Linked DNA regions of Mus musculus: regions 2 and 3 are each linked to region 1. The links are chromatin contacts, called in public promoter capture Hi-C maps. All regions are on one chromosome and are shown on one strand. Each heading gives the region's core, a stretch centred on a gene start, on an enhancer-like site or on the middle of the called end of the contact. The rest is flanking DNA. Distances are from core to core; before and after follow the strand shown.

Region 1 (4,181 bases), core at 844-3,343:
AAACACCATCAAGGGGGCTGTGTCAAACAAGCTCACTTCAGTCTAGCAAGAAAACTAGGGAGACACTTGGGAAAGTGGGCGAACGGTGAAATCACGAATTCTGGGGAGCCAGTTCCCAGCAGCCAGCAGGACACTGCTAACCACTCCCATGCTGCATCCAACCTCAAATCTTCAGCCACCTTCTTGGCACTACTGTACATTTAATAAGTCAAAGAAATATCAACATTACTAAAGTTTCTAAAGTGATAAAAGGCTGTGACATCCCATTAGAAAGCAGGGCAGAGATGACACACTTCTTTAATCCCACCAGCACCTGGGAGGTAGAAGCAGGGGGGGTCTCTGTGAGTTTGAGGTCAGTCAGCCTGATCTAAAAAGAAACTCTGTCTTAGGGGGGGAAAAAAGCCTCCCTCGGGGGAGTCAATGGAGTGGGGGTAGGGCATGCCATTGTCAAGCTGACAGAACAGGTATGTGTGTAGTTTAAGGAGGGAGTGGAATACGGGGAGGAAAGGCACACAACACTTCACTACTTCCTCCTCCATCCTACTTGACTAGTTGATGGGTGGAGGGAGTCCTGGGGGTTTGCCTGCCTGACACACAGAAGGCACGGAGCTGGAACCAGGCACTATAGAGGAACATGAGGTGGAAGAGAGGAAACCCAACCTGACCAGATCACCAAATGCTCAATTTCAGAAGTAAAAAGCTCAAATCCAAGCCGGGCGTGGTGGTGCACGCCTTTAATCCCAGCACTCCGGAGGCAGAGGCAGGCAGATTTCTGAGTTTGAGGCCAGCCTGGTCTACAGAGTGAGTTCCAGGACAGCCAGGGCTATACAGAGAAACCCTGTCTGGGGGGGGGGGGGAGACCTCAAGTCCTTCCATTCTAATTTCTAAGACAGGAAGAAAACACAAGTTCAGGCACAGAAGACATGCCTACTAAACTGTGTGTGGTGGCACACACCTTTAATCCCAGCAGATTAATCCAGAGAGGCAGAGGCAGGAGGATCTCTTGTGAGTTTGAGGCCATCCTGGTCTACAAATTGAATTCCAGGACAACCAAGACTGTTACCCTGAGAATCCCTGTCTCAAAATCCAAAGTGCCTTCTATGCATGGCATCTGAGTAATGTCTTCTCAGCAAACTCTTAATACACTAATGATGTAAAAGGAGTCCCGTGAGGGAAATATGTAATCCCCAATTATTAGGGGTTAACCTGCTCAAACATTCCTTTCCCGTTGTAGTGAACTGAGTCCTCTGAAACTGAACCTAAATAAATTCTTCCTCTTAAACATCCTAATAGATGTAAGACTGTATCTCTCGAGAAAAGAGCTAAACAAAAGGAATGATGGTGACTGGCAGTGAGGAGCAGGTGGCTTCGGAGGGGAAATGGAAAGAGGCAAAGGTAACGGAGGTAGTCTGAGAATGAGGTGAGGTGGAACTGATGAATTCTAGGCTCTGAGGATGGGAACTGGAGCTCATCGGATCGAGAGGTACGTAATTGGGCCTGGGACAGTGTTGATGGGGAGACTGGCCCGATGTGATGGAGCCCAAGGAAAAGGTCTGATAAGATCGACGAGGTGGAAGTTCCTGAGAAGAGGTTTCCTCATCAGATAGGACCACTACAGCGGGAACCGAGGACCACAGATGACAACCAGGACGAAATGGCCAACAGAATGAATACTAGGTAACGGGACGGGAGACAAGGAGTCCCTGAGAGGCTGACTAGGACCGGGAGATGAGCGAAAGTGACAGCGGACTGTGAATAAAGGAGAGAGGCCCGTGACTGGGCAGACTGGCGCGGGATCCGGGCGGGACAGGTGCCAGAAGGGTCCTCAACCCCGATCCTTTCAGCCAGTACCTACTTGAGGTCCCGGTTGACGGAATGCAAGTTGTCCTGGAAGTTCGCGATGAAGGCCTTCTCGCGGCCCTCCAGCGTCTCTTTGTTGCGCATGCCATCCTTAAGGCAGTCGAAGACCCTACTCACGCTAGAGCGTAGCGCCTGGATGGCGCTAATAGCCTGCGAAAAGGCCTCCAGGTTCACACCAACGCTCAGCACGTCCGCCATGTTGCAGCTGTCACAGCCGGCTTTCCAGAGTCCACAGCCTGAGCGGCGCGCGGCGCTTCGTGATGACGTTGTCCTAGGAGGGTATTGGGATGTGTAGTTTGCGACGTGGCTCCCATCCAGGAAGCTCTAGCGAACTTGGAAAAACAGCGCCAGTCTGACTGAATGAGAGAGTTGACCACAAGTTATGATCTCCATCTAGGGAAGTCATTTTGTCCTCTCCTTTTGCTTAATAGTGAATGACAAAGAAATGCAGAAGCCCACTGTGTATCTCCAAAATTTGAACAGTCACATAGGAATTTCTCAAAACAATAAAATGTCCCCAGAGTACATGAATGAGTCCATATTCATAAATAAAGGGGAAGAACTCTCTTACCTGTAGTAAAATGCCAACACATAAATGAAGGCAGAGTGATACAAGAAAACTGCCACTTGGCAGCCTAAATAATTGGTTAAGGTATGAATCAATTGATGTTTTTTCGAAACAGCAAGGTATTCTATATAGTTTCAAAACGTTTTTCTTTATGAAACTTAAAAGGAAATAGAAAACATTTGGGCTACATGAGGACCTGTGTCCAAAAAGTAAATTAACAATAATAATAATAATAGAAATTATGGTATGTGTCCAAAAGAATTGAAAGCAGTGTCTAAATGAGATGTTTGTACTTCCATATCCACCGCAACCTCATTCACTATAGTCAAGTGTGAAAGGAGCCAGATATCTACCAACGTATAAGCAAATAAGCAAAATGTGATTATATATGATACAAATTGATATATACTGTGACATCAAAATGGACAATATACCTTTCAAGTTAATGGAAGATCAAAACAGGGAAAATAGACCTTGCAGCTTAGGGGATCTGTTTGCAGTTAAGACAGTTAAGAATAAGTTCCTCTGTCCTGTGCAGGCTAAAGTTTCTGTTTGTAATTAAAGAATAAGTTCTATTTGCCTCATGTTAAGTCCTTGCAAGTTAGGGTTTTTATTTGTAATTAAGAATAAGTTCCTGGGACTAGAGAGATGGCTCAACGATTAAGAGCACTGACTGCTCTTTCAGAGGTCCTAAGTTCAATTCCCAGCAACCACATGGTGGCTCACAACCATCTGCAGTGGGATCAGATGCCCTCTTCTGGTGCATCTGAAGTCAGCTACAGTGTACTCACATACATAAAATAAAAATAAATCTTAAAAGAAAAAAAAAAGAATAAGTTCTTGTTCTTTTTGTTTGGTTTGTTTTTGTTTGGTTTTTCGAGACAGGGTTCCTCTGTGTAGCCCTGACTGCCCTGGAACTCACTCTGTAGACCAGGCTGGCCTTGAACTCAGAAATCCACCTGCCTCTGCCTCCCAAGTGCTGGGATTAAAGGCGTGTGCCACCACTGCCCTGCCAAGTTCTTGTTCTTTAGGTAAGCTGCAAAACACGTTTTCAACCTCTACACTAAACTCGTGACCACATTCACTAGATGAGCATCCCTCCCCTTGTTCCTCCCTTTCATTGCATCTTTCTAACAGTCGTCTGTGTGAGCACTCTCCTATAAAAAGGACCTCAAGGGGCTGTGTATTAGTCAGGGTTCTCTAGAGTCACAGAACTTATGGACAGTCTCTAGATAGTGAAGGAATTTATTGATGACTTACAGTCGGCAGCCCAATTCCCAACAATTGTTCAGTCGCAGCTGTGAATGGAAGTCCAAGGATCTAGCAGTTACTCAGTCTCACACAGCAAGCAGGCGAAGGAGCAAGAGCTAGAGCTAGACTCCCTTCTTCCAATGTCCTTATATTGTCTCCAGCAGAAGGTGTAGCCCAGATTAAAGGTGTGTTCCTTAAACTCCAAGATTCAATCTTCTGGAATCCATAGCCACTATGGCTCAAGATCTCCATACCAAGATCCAGATAAGGATCTCCAAGCCTCCAGATAAGGGTCACTGGTGAGCCTTTCCAATTCTGGATTGTAGTTCATTCCAAATATAGTCAAGTTGACAACCAGGAATAGCCACTACAGGCTGCTCTCCCAAATCCTGACTTGGGGTGAGTCAGCTGGCTAGCCACTCTAGATTCACCCCCAAATAGATTACTTTAGTTGGACAACAGTGGATTTGGTCTTTTCTCCTCTAGATTCTCAGGTTTAACA
Region 2 (4,522 bases), core at 1,233-3,732, 2.2 Mb before region 1:
CTCTACAATGCAGATTTCTAAGTTTCCAGCCTTGACCAACGAGATCTACCTAAATAACCCTAAAATTATCAACAAACTTTTGCTTGTTTGTTTGACTTTGCTTTTTGAGACAATGTCTTATCGTGTAGCTCTGGCAGCCCCAGAGAACCTAGAACCTGCTCTGTAGTAGACCTGGCTGACCTGCAACTCACCGAGATTTTTCTGTTCTGCCTCTAAGTGCTGGGATGTAAAGGTGTACACCACTTTGCCAGACTTTTTCTTTTTAATTCCCTTCAAATCATTTCTCAATGGTAGTATGGACTTCTAGCTGTTGCCACTAAGAAGCAACACACCAATCTCTAATGGGCTCATTACCACTTAAGGTAGTGGTGTACTTCATAAATAAGAAACCCAAAGAAGCCGGGCGGTGGTGGCGCACGCTTTTAATCCCAGCACTCGGGAGGCAGAGGCAGGCGGATTTCTGAGTTCAAGGCCAGCCTGGTCTACAGAGTGAGTTCCAGGACAGCCAGGGTTACACAGAGAAAAAACAAAAACAAACAAAAAGAAACCCAAAGGAATATTTCCTTTTCCTCACTCCAAGTTAGGGCAGATTTAACAGAAGGTATCTCCACCCCCACCTCCCCAAGCAAGTCTCAGCAATCCTTAAAACTTCACTAGGATGGCAGAGGCAGGCAGAGGCAGGTGGATCCCTGAGAGTTCAAGGTTAGCCTGATCTACAGAGCTAGCTCCAAGACAGCGAGGGTTACAAAAATAAACTCTGCTTGGAAAATAAATAAATAATTCTCATAAGCTGGGTAGCAGTGCAAAAAGCCTCCAACCCCCCAATACTCAGGAGGCAGAAACAGATGTCCGAGTCTGAGGCCAGCCTGGTCTACAGAGTGAATTCCAGAACGGCCAGGACTGCATAGAAAGACCTTCTCGGAAGAAAAAAAAAACAAAACAAACAAACAAAAACAAAAACAAAAAAACAAATTTATTTTACATTCAACTAAGGAGGCCCTGAGCTTCCTAAAGCAGCGACTGTAATTGTTAGTGGTCGAAGAAAGCCAACAAGATGGCTCTGACACTCTAGCATTGAGAGAGATCCAGTACATCTTACCAACTAGTGAAAAACAGGGTTCAGGGTCTTGTCCAGCAAAGGAAAACCATGCCCATGAGCAGAGCGGTGGATGCGGAGCTGGGCGCAAGGTCATCCATTACAATCATGGAGTAACTGAAGTATCATCACACTATTGGATACTCACTGCTCCAACTAGGCAGTAACAACCCACCAGAGAAACTTTTGGGTGAGTCCAACATTTGTGGTAGGTTATAAAACAATGTCTACAGAACCATCAGTATTAATATGCAAAGTATAGGGGAGACAGGTAGGGTTTCCTCGAAGGACTACTGGAAAGTGATGAAAAGACCCCATTTTCACGTGACCGGTCAAACTCTCCCAACAATGAGTCCTGTGGCAGGTATTCTACTAGGAACCAAACCGTCATTAGTTACACAGCCCGACTTTCAAAGAACCAGAGAGTTGACAAAGTCAGAGAAGATAAACATCACTGGATAGAGGAAAGTTTGAGCGTCGGGGTAACTTGTCACTAAGTTTCAGGCAAAATACAAGGACAATTTTGTACTAGGCACCATGCCAGGAGCCAGAGAGGTCCCATATTCATTCAGAGAAGCCTAAGTCCTCTAAAAAGCCAGTTTCACTGACAAAACGCACAATATTGCCAGATGGTAGTTTCACGGTCCGAACGAGTCCATCCCACACTCTTCCCAGTAGAGTTAAGACTAATCGCCAGAAGGAACTCTCGAGGACCACCCACTTAACACCTCCCCTTCTCTCTGCAAAATAGAGAATTTCAAATATAAAATATCCTCGAATTTCTTCCAATATGCTTGAAATGCATTAAGTGGAAGGCGAGGTTTCCCAAAGCTGCAGAAGCCACGTCCAGGGCGTGAGATGGATGCCTGGGGTCTACAACCAGGACCTGCTGGGATCTGAATCATGGAGAGCAGGCCGCTGGGTGCAGTCGGGCGCGCGGGCGCCAGGAGCGCTTGGCAAAAGCTTCCTCTGGCCCCGGAGCTCCCGAGGGAACCGCCCGGGCCTCCCGCGACTCGCGGCCCTAGGCGCCCACCGGAGGCGTCGGCGCAGCGGCCTCCCGCCCCCGGCCTCCCGCGCCCGTACCTGCCGGACCCGGTGCAGGGCATCCACAAAGCCCTCAGCCTTCATGCCCACCGGAGCGCTCTGCCCCTGCACCAGCTCCGCCATAGCCAAGCCCACCGCCACCGCCGTCGCTCGGCTCCCCCGGTCCGGCCTCCCACTCCGCTCCGGGACCCGTAGCCGGAAAGGGAAAGTCGCCCCACTTCCGGCGGAAGGGAAGCGAAGGGAAGGCACTGCTAGCTCAGAGGGAGACAGAGAGAGAGAGAGAGAGAGAGAGAGAGATAGGTTGGGGGAAAGCAGCGTCTGTGAGGCGGGGTCTCAAAGCACGTGACCGCTGTCCGGCCGGAAGTGGGGGCGTGGCCGTGGCGCGAGGGGGGCCTGCCCTGGGCACAGGCAGATGTCCGTCAAAAAGACCAGGTTGCGACCCCGCCCTCCAAAGGCGTGGGCCCCAGGCCTTTAGCAAGCGTGGGACCGCCACCGCGGCGCAGGTGCGGCCTTATAGTCCCCCGCTGTGTGGTTTTGCCACCTGACGGAGGAGAAACTTGGACTTGGCTCTTCCAACACCTTACCCAAGCCGTCGAGGTGCACTGGCAGCCCCCTCCCTCTCGAAGTGGGGTCGTGGTGTGCTGCATTGACTGAGATTGAGCACCTTACTTGGTACTAGGACCCTTAGTACGGCAGGGCTCCGCCTTTGCTGCAGGGAGTCCCAGGCTCCAGAATGGGCCATCAGTTTGCCAAGGATCGGTTTGATGACACTGCTCAAAAGAAGCCTGGTGTCCTCTTTCACATTCTTTCACCCGGGTAACAGGAAATACCGTGGGACCATCATTGCTTCCGGGCCTGCTGAGGCAAGAGATCTTTAGGAATGTTTGAATGCTTGAGGGGAAGGAAAAGGGGGGAGTCTCACTTCAGAACCCCCTGCCTCCGTCAGAACAAAAAGTTACACCCCACTGTGCCAATATGTATGGGCAGTGGGTTTGTACGGAAGTTCAGGAGTTCAAGGTCATGTTCTAGGTCACCCGCAGCTAGCTACTTGAAACTCAATTTACTATTCTTTCCTTCCATTCTTCGTTTCAGTGTGTGCGTGTAGAATGTGTCACCACATACATGTGAAAGTCAGAGGACAACTCCCTAGAGTTGGTTATATACTTCCACCATATGGGTCCCGGGAATCAAACAGGTTATCAGGTCTGGCAGCAAACACCCACACCGCGGAGCCACCTCATCAACCCTGAGGCTCTCGTTTTTTTTTTTTCTTGGATTCCTAGAGTTTGGCACATAGCAGATGCTTAGGAAACTAATTCTAAGTTGAATATCGCTGACTCTGAATGATTCCTAGATTATGGCAAAATCAAAGAAGCTGGCCAAACTGCACAGGTTGATCACTTTAGACAGATCATTTCCAAACCCGTAGGGGAGACCAAGCTGGCACTCTGGATGGTGGAGAGTTTTCACTTCATCTATGCTTGAGTTTAGCAAACACAGAGTTTCAATCTTCAGGACAGACTTGGCCCTACTTGACGTTTGTCCTACCAACCTCTGAGGAAACACTGTCCACTCTTCCATACTCCCAACTGGCTGGCCCTGATGAGTAGAAATGGGATGTTCTTCTATCCAGGGTCTCTTTATCTAACACTTATTACAAACCCCCTGTTGATTTGGTTGGCGCTTGGTATCTGTTCAATGAATACGTAAAGAATTTTGTCCAATGAGGACAGGGGAAGCATCTTAGACAGTGAGTGCAGAAATGTTGCTGCCACCACCCAAGTGGCCTACAGGCAGGAGCCCAGTCTAATTTGTTTACTAAAACATTGAGGATAATTTAAAGCTTTCAAGAAAGCACAAGTAGCACAGAGTTTTTGTTTTTCCCTTCTGCCCTTTTTTTTTTTTTTTTTTTTTTGGAAGGGGGGGTGTTCGAGACAGGGTTTCTCTGTATAGCCCTGGCTGTCCTGGAACTCCTTCTGCCCTTTTGAATAGATAACTTTGGCAATGCATACTCACTCAAATGTGATTCAAACTCAGGAAATAAATGCCTAGCTAGGATTGGCTGGAACAAAGGACTGACAGCAGAGACTCGGTGGGAGGATAAGAAGGTGAGGTCACTCTGAGCTATACAATAAGGGTTAGCCTGTGGTAGAACCTGTCTCAAGACAGCTAAAACCCAAACAAACTGCATACATACTGGTTGTGAGTAGCTTTGCCTCAGAGACCAGCAGACGACTCTTCCGAATGGAGAGACAGCTCAGGCAGGAAAGGAAGCTCTTGCTGCACAGATGTGAGGTCTGTCTCCAGAAACCACATGGTTCTGGAGCTAGGGGAGATGGCTCAGCCACTAAGAGATCTTGCTGCTATTGGTTCCCAGCACCT
Region 3 (4,044 bases), core at 419-2,918, 2.4 Mb after region 1:
AATGCAGCTCCACTAAGCTGCGACTCAGGGTTAAAAAGCTCGATTTACTCTTCACAATATTTTCAGGTGAAGAAATTCACACATCACTGCACAGCCTGCCTTACCATCCTCCCTTTGGGGGGTGGGGGGGACGGGCAGGGAAGCACTGACCTGCTCGGAGGACAGGTGGTCTCTTAGTTGGGACGTCGCCTTTGCCAGCAGCTTTCTTCTCAGCACGGGCCAGTAGCCTTTGCTTCTTCTCTTGCTTTGTCTCTGGCCTGTACTTGTGGGCAAGCTTAAGCAGCTGAGTAGCTGGAAAACACATTCAATTGGACTCTAAGCCTGAATCCCTTTAAAGGCGCTGGGGCTATTACTTGGCCAGCAATCTCACGCCCAGGCCCAATTCTAACCTGTCACTTAACCTGGCATTGAAAAGTTGTGTCTGACCTCCTAGCCCTGAATGGCTGTGGCTCATGCCATTAATACCAGCACTCATGAAACAGGCAGCAATGCTGAGCTCCACAACTAGAGACCCTGATCCCCCAACAAAACCACCCTATTGTGGTACACTGATGAGACGGCAGGAGGTCAACACGGGGATCCTTCCTCAACTGCTTCCTCACCAAATCCCGCCCATTCCAGGTGGAGGGACTGGGGACCCCCTTCCACCTCTCTCTTCATAGCTGTATTAGTGTGGCCATGCACTGCAGTAAGGGCAAACTCGGGGCCAGTTTCTGGCTCTGGGGCCCGGAACCTCACCTGTCTGCCTGTCCAGGGCCTGGGTGAACTGGTTAATGGCAGGAGGGACTTTGAGCCGCTTGTAGAGGATAGCTCTTTGCCGCTGCAGTCTGATGTAGCGGGGCCATTTGACGAAGCGCGTTAAATCTCTTTTGGGCTGGATGTCCTGTCCTGGGAAGTTAAGAGGGACACTGTGACCGAGGCCTCTCCTCGGGCCGGCCTGCAGCCGAGGCAGTACCCAGGGCAGGAGGGCGTCGGTGCATCAGCGATCTTGGTGGTTCTAGTGTCATCACCACTCATCTGATAGCAAATATTCTGTCACATCATCTGCACACGACCACCATTCCCCTTCTCACACCAGCCGAGCATGCGCAGTGGCGGCTGCTCGGGACGGTGCCCGGCTCTCATTCAGTCCATTGCCCGTCAAGGCGCCTTGCCCTTGTGACACGCCGACGCCACTCCTTACCAATGCCGAAGTTCTTGGGCCTCTTCTCGAACAGAGGGTTGACCACCTTCTTGGCCTCCTGCTTCTTGACGACGGCGGGGGCCGGGGCCACCTTCTTCCCCTTGGCCTTCTTCCCTTTGGGCTGTACGGAAGAGAGAAACCCGTGCCATCGGGCAGCGGAGTCATTGCCTGTGAGTCGGTCGCTGTGGCTCCCTTTCCGCGAGGGACCCCGAGGAGACAGGGACGGCGGAGAACGCCGCTGACGGGCGACGGGCGGCGGATGGAGGCGGATAGCGCGGGGGCCCAGAGACACTCACCATCTTGCTCGGCTGCTGGAGAAAGAAAGAAGAGGGAATTGTGGGGGATAAGTAAGTGGCCGCAGATATCGCGAGAGCAGGCGCCCTCGCGGGATTTCGGATTTAAAGCGACAAGGACCCACTTCGGACTCTGACAGAGGGGCGGAGCCTGAGCGGGGGCGTGTCGGGCCGCGGCTGCGCGTTCGTCCAGGCGGGCGGGCCCTGGCACCGGACCGCAGGCTCCGAGAGGCGGCGGGAGGCGCCAGGAGTGAACGGAAGCCGCGGGAAGGAGCGTGCGGGTGCTTTGTTCCCTCGCCGTAAGGGCCTGCTGCCGGGCGTGTGTTCGTGGACGGAGCTGTTGTATCGGAAATCCCGGTCCCCAGCCCTCAGTACTCGGTTCGGGCCGGACCAGACTGGTTCTCGTCCAGGGCCCGCCATGGCCCAGCAGAGAGCCCTTCCCCAGAGCAAGGAGACGCTGCTGCAGTCATACAACAAGCGGCTCAAAGACGACATCAAGTCCATCATGGACAACTTCACCGAGATCATCAAGACCGCCAAGGTGTGTGGTAGCTGTTCCGAAGCCATTGGAGAAGGCTGGGACTGGTTTTCCCTGGGGCCTGGGTACAGGGGTGAGGAAAGCAGAGGGAATGTGACTCACCTGACCGGTGCGGGTAGGAGTGAAGAGGCGTTAAAAGTAATGGGACAGCAGATAAATAGAAGAGCCAAATAGTGACAAGCACAGAGCAGAGAGGAGAACTCTGGCCCGTTTGCCAGGGCTCTACGTTAGTTACTGAGCACTAGCCACCTGGGCTGAGGTTTACCCTTGCCATAGATTCTTGTGATGACTGGTGAGTTTAACCCTTAAACACCACAACCCTCATGTTGTGGTGACCTCCAGCCATAAAATTATTTTTGTTGCAACTACAGAACTGTTGTTACCCTTTGAGTCGTAAATGCCAGTGTTTTCCGATGGTCTTAGGCAGCCCCTGTGAAAGGCAATCCACAGGTTGAGAAATGCTGTTCTATTTAAATAATTTCTGAGAAGCCTCAAGCCCACTGAGGTCTGTGTTAGGCTCCAGCTGGTCCACCTGTAAGCTTAAACTCAGAGATCAGAAAGTTTGTCTTTTTAATCCTTTATTGAACATCTTTTCTTTCTTTTTAAGATTTATTTATTTAAGGACTGGAGAAATGGCTCAGTTAAGAGTACTGACTGCCCTTCTAGAGGTCCTGAGCTCAATTCCCAACAACCACATGGTGGCTCACAACCATCTGTAATGAGATCTGATGCCCTCTTCTGGTGTGTCTGAAGACAGCAACAGTGAACTCATATACATTAAATAAGTCAATGTCTTTTTAAAAGATTGATTTATTTAATGTATATGAGGACTCTATTTGCATCTATACCTGCAAGACAGAAGAGAACATCAGACAGAAGAGGGAGGGCATCAGATCCTATGGCAGCTGGTTGTGACCCACCTTGTGGTTGCTGGGAATCGAACTGAATGTACCATCTCTCTAGCCCTTTATTTCTTATAAACTGTCACAAAGACTGGGCAGTGTCCTTTTGACATGAAGTAACCTATCGTCACCCAGAGAACAAGAAGGGGTTGGAGACATTGCCAGTTGTCTAGACAGGAAGTAGGCTCTGGATCTGCGGGAAGGCCTGACAGGCTATGGTAAAGACATGAAGGCGGGTGGCGGCGGCGGCGGCGGCGGTGGCAGCTAAGCCAGGTGGCTGCTCCCTGTGTTGATTCTAGGCTTTTCTTATTTGCCCTCAGATTGAGGATGAGACGCAGGTGTCTCGGGCTACTCAGGGCGAACAGGACAATTATGAGATGCACGTTCGAGCAGCCAACATCGTGAGTGTGGGATGGAAGACACCATGGAGGGGTTGTAGGTAGAGTCCAGAGTAGCAGAGGAAAACAAGGGAGCAATGGGGTGGGCAGAGCCTGTCTTGGGGATTGCCCTCATAGGCACTGGGAGGAGGGCCTTGTCCGTTCTGTGGTGGTGATGAGAGGGAGGGCAGCTGTTCCTGTTGACATGAAGGTTTCCCAAGGCTGCTTGCGAATGGAAAAGGAAATGGTGGAATGAGTCCTGTGTGAAATGTGAGCCTCTTGATCTTGCAGAGAAAGCCCAGTAGGCAGTGTCTGTGCAGTGGGTATCGGCAGCGGTGTGGGGCACAGATGCCTGCGACTGCCCAACCTGCAGTTGTGCCGTATCTGGGAAAGGAGGAGTCAGGAGGAAAGTCGGCATGGTTTTCTGTTGGCTCTGAGTGGAATACGCAGGATGTGTACATGGTGTGAGTGGTGTGGTTGGGAAAGGAAAACTCCTTTAAGTGAGCAAACTTAGCCCACTTGGTCACGGAGGGTACTGATTTTGCCTCCCTGGCTGTGCCTCTGTCCTCACAGATACCTCTGTACAGGGCAGTGTTTTTCTTTGCAGAACGTAAACCAGACTTCCAGGATGCACTGCTGGCTCAGCAGCACGTACACAGAGCAGGGCCACTGTGTCTGCCTCCTTTTATATTTTACCCTGATTACGATGGTGCAGGTTCGAGCTGGTGAGTCACTGATGAAGCTGGTATCC

The links. Promoter capture Hi-C pulls out the DNA fragments that hold promoters and counts their contacts. Capture Hi-C pulls out chosen DNA fragments and counts their contacts.
Region 2: a contact with region 1 is called in a promoter capture Hi-C map of liver, with 2.5 times the contacts expected there. The contact joins the promoter of Fubp3 here to the promoter of Med27 in region 1. A contact is called at or near these places in 2 of 39 promoter capture datasets (liver and pre-B cells) and 1 of 9 other capture datasets (liver).
Region 3: a contact with region 1 is called in a promoter capture Hi-C map of liver, with 5 times the contacts expected there. The contact joins the promoter of Med22 here to the promoter of Med27 in region 1. A contact is called at or near these places in 2 of 39 promoter capture datasets (liver and pre-B cells).

What each region holds. Positions count from the first base shown.
Region 1 is chr2:29,344,722-29,348,902 of GRCm38.p6, reverse strand. Med27 (mediator complex subunit 27) reads right to left here and starts at 2,093. Exons shown (of 8, transcript NM_026896.5): 1 at 1,856-2,093. The coding sequence starts at 2,058.
Region 2 is chr2:31,570,611-31,575,132 of GRCm38.p6, reverse strand. Fubp3 (far upstream element (FUSE) binding protein 3) reads right to left here and starts at 2,482. Exons shown (of 18, transcript NM_001033389.4): 1 at 2,180-2,482. The coding sequence starts at 2,263.
Region 3 is chr2:26,908,266-26,912,309 of GRCm38.p6, reverse strand. Med22 (mediator complex subunit 22) reads left to right here and starts at 1,668. Exons shown (of 4, transcript NM_001033908.1): 1 at 1,668-2,017; 2 at 3,237-3,317; 3 at 4,009-4,044. The coding sequence starts at 1,895. It overlaps Rpl7a (ribosomal protein L7A), which reads right to left and starts at 1,503. Exons shown (of 8, transcript NM_013721.3): 1 at 1,480-1,503; 2 at 1,184-1,304; 3 at 739-888; 4 at 151-291. The coding sequence starts at 1,482. It overlaps Gm23969 (a small nucleolar RNA gene), which reads right to left and starts at 1,049; the gene lies at 976-1,049. It overlaps LOC115489587 (a small nucleolar RNA gene), which reads right to left and starts at 92; the gene lies at 19-92.